Linked DNA regions of Sorghum bicolor: region 2 is linked to region 1. A link is a contact called in public HiCAR-type data. All regions are on one chromosome and are shown on one strand. The core of a region is the stretch at or near the end of the contact, and the rest is flanking DNA. Distances in the headings are between cores, read along the strand shown.

Region 1 (4,840 bases), core at 1,717-4,216:
CAATTTCGTATATTTCTTTTTATAGCAGAGCGGGTATCAGCTGTTTCCTGGTATTTTGGTAGCAAAAGCTGTTGCGTTAAGTTAGGTGTGAAACTTGCATCATCTTGCGTTCAGAACTGAATGCGATGCTTCTGTTTCCAGCCAGTAATTCATCATGAAATGAATTCAAGAGGACGACAGGCTACTCTGAGTGTCTGTTTAGCTGGCTTTGTACCGGTGGCAGCCGGCAAAAGTAATGCAAGTACTTGTGTACTGCATCAAGTTTATAGCCGCACAAGGACATCCAAGAACTTGGGCGATGCGCCTCCTGGCTGTTACAGCTCTTGTTTAGGGTGTCTAACTTTCTTTGGCACGCATGCTCACGAGGGGCTCCTCTACAGGAGCTGGAACTATTTTTATGAAGCCATAAATTATGGTTTCGTTAAAACGGTTTCGACTTCTCTGTTTTTTTTCTCAAAAACGGTTTCTCTAGAAAAACGTTTGGCAGGTCTCCACTGGAGGAGCTAGAGTCGGAGAGGAGCCCTGTCAAACAGGCTCTTACTCATCTCCAGCAGCAGGAGTCCAAAAAATAGGATTTCAGTGCTCTATCTATTTTATTGGTTTAGTTTTTCACTTATAATTCAACGGTTGCACCTAAATTTTAGCCCCAAATTAATTTTAATAGAAACTGATAAACAGGACCAAGGACAAAGGCAGAAAAAAATTTAGGAGGGGCTGAACAAAAGTTCTACATCAACTTAGCTCTGAACAAAAAATTTAGCAGATGCTGTGATGGCTGGAGGGGAGGGAGGGGTCGCCGCGTCTGTGCAGGCCCTGTGCCGCCAACCATGAGGAAGGATCAATCCACGCGTGATTCCGGATTTGGTGCAGGGAGGAAACGGCAGCAACGACAGGGTGGTGAGCCCAATGGACCAGAGTCTGGAGGGTGGATTGGATTGCCCACCTAAATTTTATGTTCTTTTCTTTTGTCTAAACTCATATTTAACTATGAGAGCTTAAATAGAGGTTCTGCTGGATTAACGGTCTGTATAGCTGCTAGTGGTTTTAAGATAAATATTTGGTGCTATTTCGAAATGATTGTGTTTCTTAAACTCGGCATTTGTTCTGTACTATCTTTTTTCAAAAATCTATTTATAATATATAAGCAACAGGGGGTAACTCCTGCTGATCCCATAGAAAAAAATGATTGCGTTCCTTAGAGCATCTCCAAGAGACTAGCTAAAATTATATTCTAAATTACAAGATTTAGCCATTGTGTAAAATAAAAAACTCACTCAAAGCATAGAGTTCCACAACAGCCTTTGTATAGGATAGCTAGTGAGGACGACATGCTATATATGACAAGCGAAAGTTTAGGAATAGCAAACTTGCTATTTTAGCAAACCAGATAGCACATCTGTTGGAGTTTAACTTTTGCTTTAAAAATATAAAAATAGCCTAGACAACATGAATAGCATATCTGTTTTGGAGTTGCTCTTAGAAATACAAATACACCAGACCGATCTACGCCTCAAGATGTTGTCCAAGACGTCAAGTAATGCTGCAGTCTGCAGGCAAGGCAATGACATTTGGTTCCTAAGGGCCACGTATGAGGTTATGAATGAATGACGTGCTATTCTATTCGTTGAGCTGTAAGGCTGTGCACAGGTGTACGCTACACCCATAAAGCCTGCCAGTAGTACTAACCTCTCAACGTAGCTAATGGTTGAAATGTGCTCGTTTTTATGTACGTCACACATAAACCAGATTGTGACCTGAAGATGTCTATCAAGAAGCTATAGTTTTTTTCTTAACAACAACAATGTAAATAAAGATCAAATCTAGGTTAATAGCACAGCAACGTATGGTCATAGGAAAATGAAACCGGAGTAACTGAGGTTAAGTGTTTGGCCAACGAGCAAAAGGGGTGATTACAAAAGCCACATTAGCACCTAAGGTGCCAACGAGCAAAAGGGGTGATTACTAAAGCCACATTAGCTACTAAATGAACTTGCTATTTCTTGTTTATTTGGCAAAACTAGAAAATAGTTACTCCAACAATTTGGTAAATGGGTTGCCATCTTTTGGCAACTTGCCATCCAGCAGCACCGCGTGTCCATATTTGTTAACTTGCTATCCAACAGATTAGTTGATTTGGTTGTTAGTTATGGGTCTTTTTTTAAGTTTATCAAGCTCAATTGGCAAATTGTTGGAGACAGAAGAAAATCTCACTTACCATATGTTTTAGTAACTTGCCAAATCATAAGATTTGACAAGTGAGTTTTACCAAACTATTGGAGATGCTCTCACCTAAGGTTCTGAATTCGACTTCCTGTAAGAGCAAAATTTCAAGATATAAGGGTATTTGTGCTTTCAGTGATAGATGACGTTTCTATTGATAGTGTGGTGTATGGTCAGTGATAGATGACGTTTCCATCAACAGTGAGGTGCTTGTAGTGACTTTATCAATCTCATCTCAAGGATTTGTCGACTCGGTCATTAGAGGTGCTCATAAGGATAAGTCTGCATTTGTTGCGAGCGTCTGCATTGTATGGTGAAAATAAGAAAAAGTGTATGGCCAGTGCATTCTCAAGTCTGAGCCAACATTGTTTTTACTATTCAAAAAATTCTGACTGTCAATGGTATTTTTGGTTAAGATGAGCTGTGAGTAGTCTTATCAATGCAAAACAGTGATGAGTAATTGAGTATCCCATTTCTTCGTTGTTCCACATGTCCTAATGATGCGCACTTGCAAGCCCATGCATCGGAATGACTGAATCCATTCCGCTCCATTCTTTTTAACACAAATTGGTCTCCCCTAGCTTCTCCCCATGTTGTTCAACTCTCCTGCTATCATGTGTCGATCCAATCGAGCCTGAATCTTAGCCCTCCTGTGTCCCCTAGAGAAAACAACCAGAAACGAAAACGAGGCAGGCTATAAAGAGCGGAGCCGCGGGCAACATCCCCCGCCCCGCCTTCAAATGCAATGCAAGTCTCCCTCCTCACACCACAGTCCACAGGTTGCGGCACCAGACTAGCTACGACGACGCCAGAGCAAACCTGTGAAATCGCCGCGCGCGCGCACGCTCTCCCGCCAGGCCGCCGCCACCGCCACAACCTTTCCATGCGCGCGCGCGCACCTGCGCCTGCACACGCCGCTCGAGTCCTGCGTCGATCTCCTCGCCGCCGTCCCTAGCGATGGCTTCGTCCCCAATAGCGCGGCGGCTCTATTACCTTCTCCTGCTGGTACTCCTCCTGCTCCCCGCCACGCTCTCCTCTCCGTCCGCCCGCGCTTCCTCGGAGCGCCTGCGCCGCCGCGTGGAGGACAAGCCGGCGTTGCCACCCGCCGTGGTCGTCCCAGAGCGCGCGCGGCAGGAGTTCCACGTGGTGCCAACGACCGGCGGACCGGTCAGGGAGCGGAGGAGCAGGGCGCGCGGCGGGGGCACCGGCGCGTGGACGTTCTCGGCGATGCTGCCCCGGGGGTTCGTGCCGCCGTCGGGCTCGTCCGCGTGCCACAACGACATGCCGGACACCGCCGCCGACGCCCAGTTCTTCGCCTGCAGCGGCGCTGGGACGCCGTGACGACAGAGGCCGCCGTGGCGCTGGCTCGCATCTCTCTGCCAATGCTACCCCCTGCCCTGAGGGGCTCCTTGCAAGTGTAAATGCGGTGAGGCTTACTCTGTTCTTGTCTACACTTTTACCCCTGAAGCCTATAAGAAGGTTGACTTCACGATGAGTAATTGCGTATATCCTTGTTATTGGACATGTAAAGGAGAATCCTTTATTCAAATGCTTCTTAGTTCCTCAACATATATGTGCTCTCTTCATTGGCCGCAGTTCTTATCATGAGTTGAAGTTGAGTTCTGCCTTTTCTGTTACATAATCCACGGAGTGTCATTCACCTTTTGTTCAGAACTCTTTTTTGACAGAAAAAAATACAAGCTACTTACGTAGCTTAAGGGCTTTTAATTGTTTTTTGGATCTCGCCATTAAACTAGGCTTAGAGTGCATGTAAAGCTCGGACGGCGCCTTGGAGTTTCTTGGAGGTAGGAGCAGAGGTTGATGCTTTTGGAGCAGGGGATTACGGCTTGGAGTTCTTGGAGGCGTGCGGATCAAGAGCAGGAGCGTGGGAGCTATAACTATAACCAAATCGGGTGGCAGATCGATGCATGTGGGCGTCGCATGATCTAGGGAGATTTGGGGGCGGTGATTTGGTGAGTTCCCATGAACGCACGATCGCCGTCTAGCAGCGCCCGAGTGGCGAATGATGATTGTATTTTATCGTCGTTTCGTGGCGTCTACTCCATGCAGTGCAGTGCAGCAGCCGCGGCGAAACAAATTAAAGCACCTTTTATAATTTATATTAACACTAGATAGTGTGTCCGTGCGTTGCTACGGGATAGCTAACATTTTTATTTAAAATACATGGTTCGCATAATAAGATAATAATATTATAATCTCCTACTTAATTACCAACTTGAAAATGACATTTATCTAAAAAAACAAATTTTGTGAAATCAATAACAATCACAAAGAGCACGACGTTGTAGACTCACAAACTCTAGTTTATAGACCTTTCCGTGATACGGCTAAGATATGTTTAATATCGACAGGAAGATATCTCTGATATCTATTTTTTCGTGCGCCAGTAAATCCACAAATAAATTTCGCCACATCTCCGTACCATCCTATCACACATTCGAGTATATATATGCAAATATTAGTGTGTGTCGCACAGGTAGCACTACATTTTGTTAAAAAACTTTTACAAAAACTTAGACAAAGTGTTATACTCACTGTATAAATATGTGTAGCTTTTGGTCTATTTCATGTAGACATATATTGTAAGATGAGAAATCCA
Region 2 (4,640 bases), core at 540-3,039, 160 kb after region 1:
TGTTTATGCAGGCAGATAGTGCTATTCTTGCTCTGAACTGCAGTGGCATTGTTCTTGGAACGCTTCCTGTTAGGCAAGAACATATTTTCTGCATGTGTTCGAAAGTTCTGACTATGGTAAAGGTGTCTGTTGCCCATTTTTTGCTTACCCTACTCTGTACCGTTGATTTTTGCAGGGTGAGCCCATCAAAGACACCAGTCCGCCCTCGATCGCCCCGTGTGACGTCATACTGAGTTCGGCTCATCTGAAGCCGTCGTCCAGGGCAGCAAATTTCTGGGCAGCAAAGCCTTAGTCGTGTGGCCTTAGAGACTGTCGTTTCGCGGATCAGTAATTGTTGTTGAGCAGAGTTCTCGTTGGTTAAAATCTAGTCTAGTAGAAGGCCCCTCAGCTGATGTTTCTCGGATCAGAGACCCACCATCTGTATGGTCGCTGATGGGAGATCTATTTTGACCTCCTTTTTTTTTGGTCTTTGTTATCATGGTTGGATTCTATGACAGCCTTGACAGTCATTCGAACAATAATGTCTATGGCTTCTCTTATCCGCTTTCGTCTTTAAGCATGTTTTCCCAATGACTGTTGTGCACAAATGCTGTTACTGCTCCGAGGCGGAACTGTCTCAGGAGTCAGGATAGGCCTGAGGCACTCGCCCTGTAACAGCATTTCTAATATATGCATAATCTTTGATTTAGAGGGAAGTCGGTGTATATAGTCCATGATTAGTGGTGCAATTATTATAGATATAAACGTTATTTCCGTGTGGAAGTGGGAGGTGCTTTCCTTATTTGTTTCGTTAGATCTGGAAGACGGACGACCACTTCTCTTTTACCATCTCGTGGTTCGCATCTTTGATACTAACAAGTACTGTTAAAATTGAGCGCGTTGAGCAAGCTTGCGCGTTGAGCTATAATTAATTTAACAATACTCGAATTTTGCACTTAAGATCGTAATTGGCTAATTGGATATTTGCGATCAGATGGGAATAACCAAGCTTTATTTTCCAATGAGGCTTTGTTTGTAGGATGCCTTGTTTGTGTTGAAATATAAAATGGTTTGCTCACTTTTCATTTCATTTTAAATTTTTGTTTTTGGTTAAACTAATCTGTGCATGTAACTTGATATACTACTTGATACAGATGTTTTGAGTTCGAATTTTAGCTAGCATAATTAAATATAGTTGTTGGTCGTCTCTATTTTACAACTATGATCTTATGGAGCCTCCACGTAAGATGAAGTATGATCTTATGAAGTTAATGTTCATTTTTTGTACCCGCTTAAATTTTTTCATCATATTGACCGGTGATTAAAACCTTTCTTTAATTAATTTTGCAGACCATAATATTTCGTTTGAACGGATCAAATAGAGAGACCGGTTGCCGCACCATTTAATGCCCGTTCGTTTAAATTACCGAATGTACTAGTCATTATTCTTCTATCGTAACAAATCAGTTAGATATAATTTTTTAAAAAAATTTTAACACTGTAGCATTTTCATTTTTATTTGACAAACATTATCCAATCATGGAGTAACTAGGCTTAAAAGATTCGTATCATTATTTACCCGTACACTGTGCAATTAGTTACGTAAGATTCGATGTGACGGTGAATCTTATAAAGTTTTGGGTTTTTGACCTAAATATGCTTTTTGAACGAGCTGAGGCCGGTTGCAAACTCTAGCAGCGGAAAAAAGAAAACTCTGCACCTTCGGTAGCTCGGAGAAGCGTCACCTACTCCGCTTTCTGAGCAACAATCGTGATTAGACGATCCGTAGTGTACCTACCTATATACAGAAAGCAAAGGAACAGAAGCACGCGGACCGTGGCGCTGTCACCTTGCGTCACGCGGCACCAGCCACAGGCCACAGCGACCCCATCGACATCCATCGATCACCCATGGCCTCCTCGCTCCGCCATTTCGCCGGCCTCGGCTGTTTCCCCGCCGTGGCCTCTACCTCTGGCTCCACCTGCTGCCTGCGCCGCTACACCCCAAACTTCTGCGCCTTCGTGGCGCTCCGTCCGATCAGCCCGCCCGCCGCCACCGCCACGGCGACTGCCAAGGCCCTCACCTCTCCGTCTCCGGTGGAGCAGCACCTACAGGCCGTCGTCCCGTGCCACGGCATCAGCGACCCGCCGGCGGCGTCATCGGCAGCAGCGGTCCCGGCGGCGCCGCTGCGGGTGGGGATCGTCGGGTTCGGCAACTTCGGGCAGTTCATCGCGGGCGGGCTGCAGCGGCAGGGCCACGTCGTGCTGGCGGCTTCCAGATCCGACTACTCCGTCTACTGCGCCAGCCATGGCATTCGCTTCTTCAGGAGCGTCGACGCGCTGTGCGAGGAGCAGCCGGACGTGCTGCTCATCTGCAGCTCCATCCTGTCCACGGAGGGCGTCGTCCGAGCCATCCCCTTCCGCAAGCTCCGCCACGACACCATCGTCGCCGACGTGCTCTCCGTCAAGGAGTTCCCTCGCAACCTCCTCCTCGAGGTAACCAATCAAGGCCTTGTTTAGTTCACACTTAAAACCAAAAAATTTTCAAGATTCTCGGTCACATCGAATTTTGTGGCACATATATGAAACATTAAATATAGATAAAAACAAAAACTAATTACACAATTTAGCTGTAAATCACGAGACGAAACTTTTGATCCTAGTTAGTTCATGATTATATAATATTTGTCACAAACAAACGAAAGTGCTACAGTACCGAAAACTTTTCACTTTTCGGAAGTAAACAAGGCCCAAAACACTCTAATTACCGGTACGGCATTAACGAGGCTTTTCAATTTTTCAACACCCACCTACCGTTCCCGATCAATAATCAATAATGCACCTGCTCCTGCTGACGGTTGGCAGCTGAGCTGATGTTGGTGAACGACAGAGAATACTATGCGGCCGTTTGGATCGCAGCCTGTGAATAGTATTTTTTTTAAAGAATAATGGCTAATGAGATGTATCCACCAATAAACCTATTAGCTTTTATTAGCCCATATTTAACATTTCTAGGACATCGTCCTGGAATATAAGAGTCAATATTTTTAAGACGACTGGTGGTGTCTTGATTGATGTTAGGGGATCGTCCAGAACAATTAGTCGTCGTCCAGGACGATTAATCGACCCTGGACGAGTCTCCTGGTTGTCCTGGTCATCTCCTACGTATGAAGACCGATATATACCATATGTATTATGTAGTTATCACATTCTAGAGTCTAGATAGGTCAGGACAGGTAGAACATCAAGCTTGAACGAGGAGGTGATGAGTGACCTGAGGAGGATGAGCTCATCTTTGTAGTCCTCCTCCCTTGCACAGTTGGACCTGTGCCACCTGCTGGATGTGCAGGTCTATACACTTGCAGCAGCAGCCGCAAGGAAGAGAGGGAAGAAAGCTGAGAGGAACTGAGGAAGGGAGGGAGGAGCAGCTAGGAACCGAAAGGGAGGAGAGGAGAGAAGCAATGGAGGTGGCTGCTGCGGGACAGGAGAGGTGAGAGGAGTATGTTCCGCTGAAATGAGTGAGTGAGGGGTAAGAAACAACATAAATTTTAATAGGCTTGGGCCAAAATTTAAGGCAACTAGCTAGGTTCAACTCTGAGATGCAGTCCACCTATTGACTGGACGCCCAAACAACTTGGACGGACGATTAATCGCGATTGGACGACGACTAATCAGACGACTAGTTTCCTGGTTGGTCTGGCCGAGTCAGAGACCCTGGTCGAGTAGCTCCAACTATCCAAGACGATTAGTCGTGATTAATTGTACAATAGTTTATAGTCAAAATAATGCTGATGCGAATGAGTAAAGAGATGAGAGAAATGAGAGCTTGGCTCCTATGCAAACACAACAGGGCATGAAGCATACATGTTTATGGGCCCAAGTAGGCTATCAAAGCATATGTATTTGTGGGTCCAAGTAACAAGCGTTTTGAGAAGGAATAGGAGAGAGAGACTTTTTCACACTTATTGTATAACTTAGCTCTTATAACTTGTCTTATAGCCAAGTAAATTGGCTCTATTGTTGATCTTGTTCTAAGGCTTAAAGGTAGAGACTAACGCAGTGGCAGACCTAGAATTTTAATACAGGGTATGTCGCACACAAAAAATTTTTATGTAATTTGGTAAAACCATTTTATTCAGTAAAAATTCTATCATTAAATTTTATTAAAAAAACTGACATGATAATACTAATGTTCGACGAACCATGAACCAATCTCTAACCACCGATCTCGCTAATATTCCCGATGCATAACTAATGTTGGAGTGCATAATTCGTAAAGCTGACACGACACTATATATATAGCTATCAATTTTCATGCCATGCATAACTACAAATTTTCATGCTATACATAGCTATAGATTTCCATTCCAAATATGTCACAGGACACAATAAAATGAAATGGGATGAAAACAATTGGAAAATAAAGGATAAAAATACAACACAAAAACTAAAAAAATATATTATCTATGGTTAGTTTTTGAAAGGGACATAAAAAGTTAGCTTTTAAAGGGAACATAAAATATAAAAATAAAACAAAAATTGGAAGAAAAAAAAGATAAAAACAGAACACAAAAACTAAAGAAAAAAAATGATCTACAGTTAGTTTTTGAAGCGAACATATAAAAAGTTAGTTTTTAAAAGGAACATAAAAATATAGAAAAT

The links. HiCAR-type assays count read pairs that join an accessible place to other places.
Region 2: a contact with region 1 is called in a HiCAR-type map of leaf, with 6 times the contacts expected there. The contact joins the promoter of LOC8072682 here to the promoter of LOC8072680 in region 1. A contact is called at or near these places in 1 of 4 Hi-C or Micro-C datasets (leaf) and 1 of 1 datasets of contacts at active chromatin or transcription factors (leaf).

Annotation. Positions count from the first base shown.
Region 1 is chr10:47,069,892-47,074,731 of Sorghum_bicolor_NCBIv3, forward strand. LOC8072680 reads left to right here and starts at 2,967. Exons shown (of 1, transcript XM_002437070.2): 1 at 2,967-3,862. The coding sequence starts at 3,178. The coding sequence ends at 3,561.
Region 2 is chr10:47,227,557-47,232,196 of Sorghum_bicolor_NCBIv3, forward strand. LOC8072682 (arogenate dehydrogenase 2, chloroplastic) reads left to right here and starts at 1,790. Exons shown (of 6, transcript XM_002437072.2): 1 at 1,790-2,474. The coding sequence starts at 1,890. LOC8072681 (polyadenylate-binding protein-interacting protein 8) reads left to right here. Exons shown (of 10, transcript XM_002437071.2): 9 at 12-73; 10 at 176-556. The coding sequence ends at 233.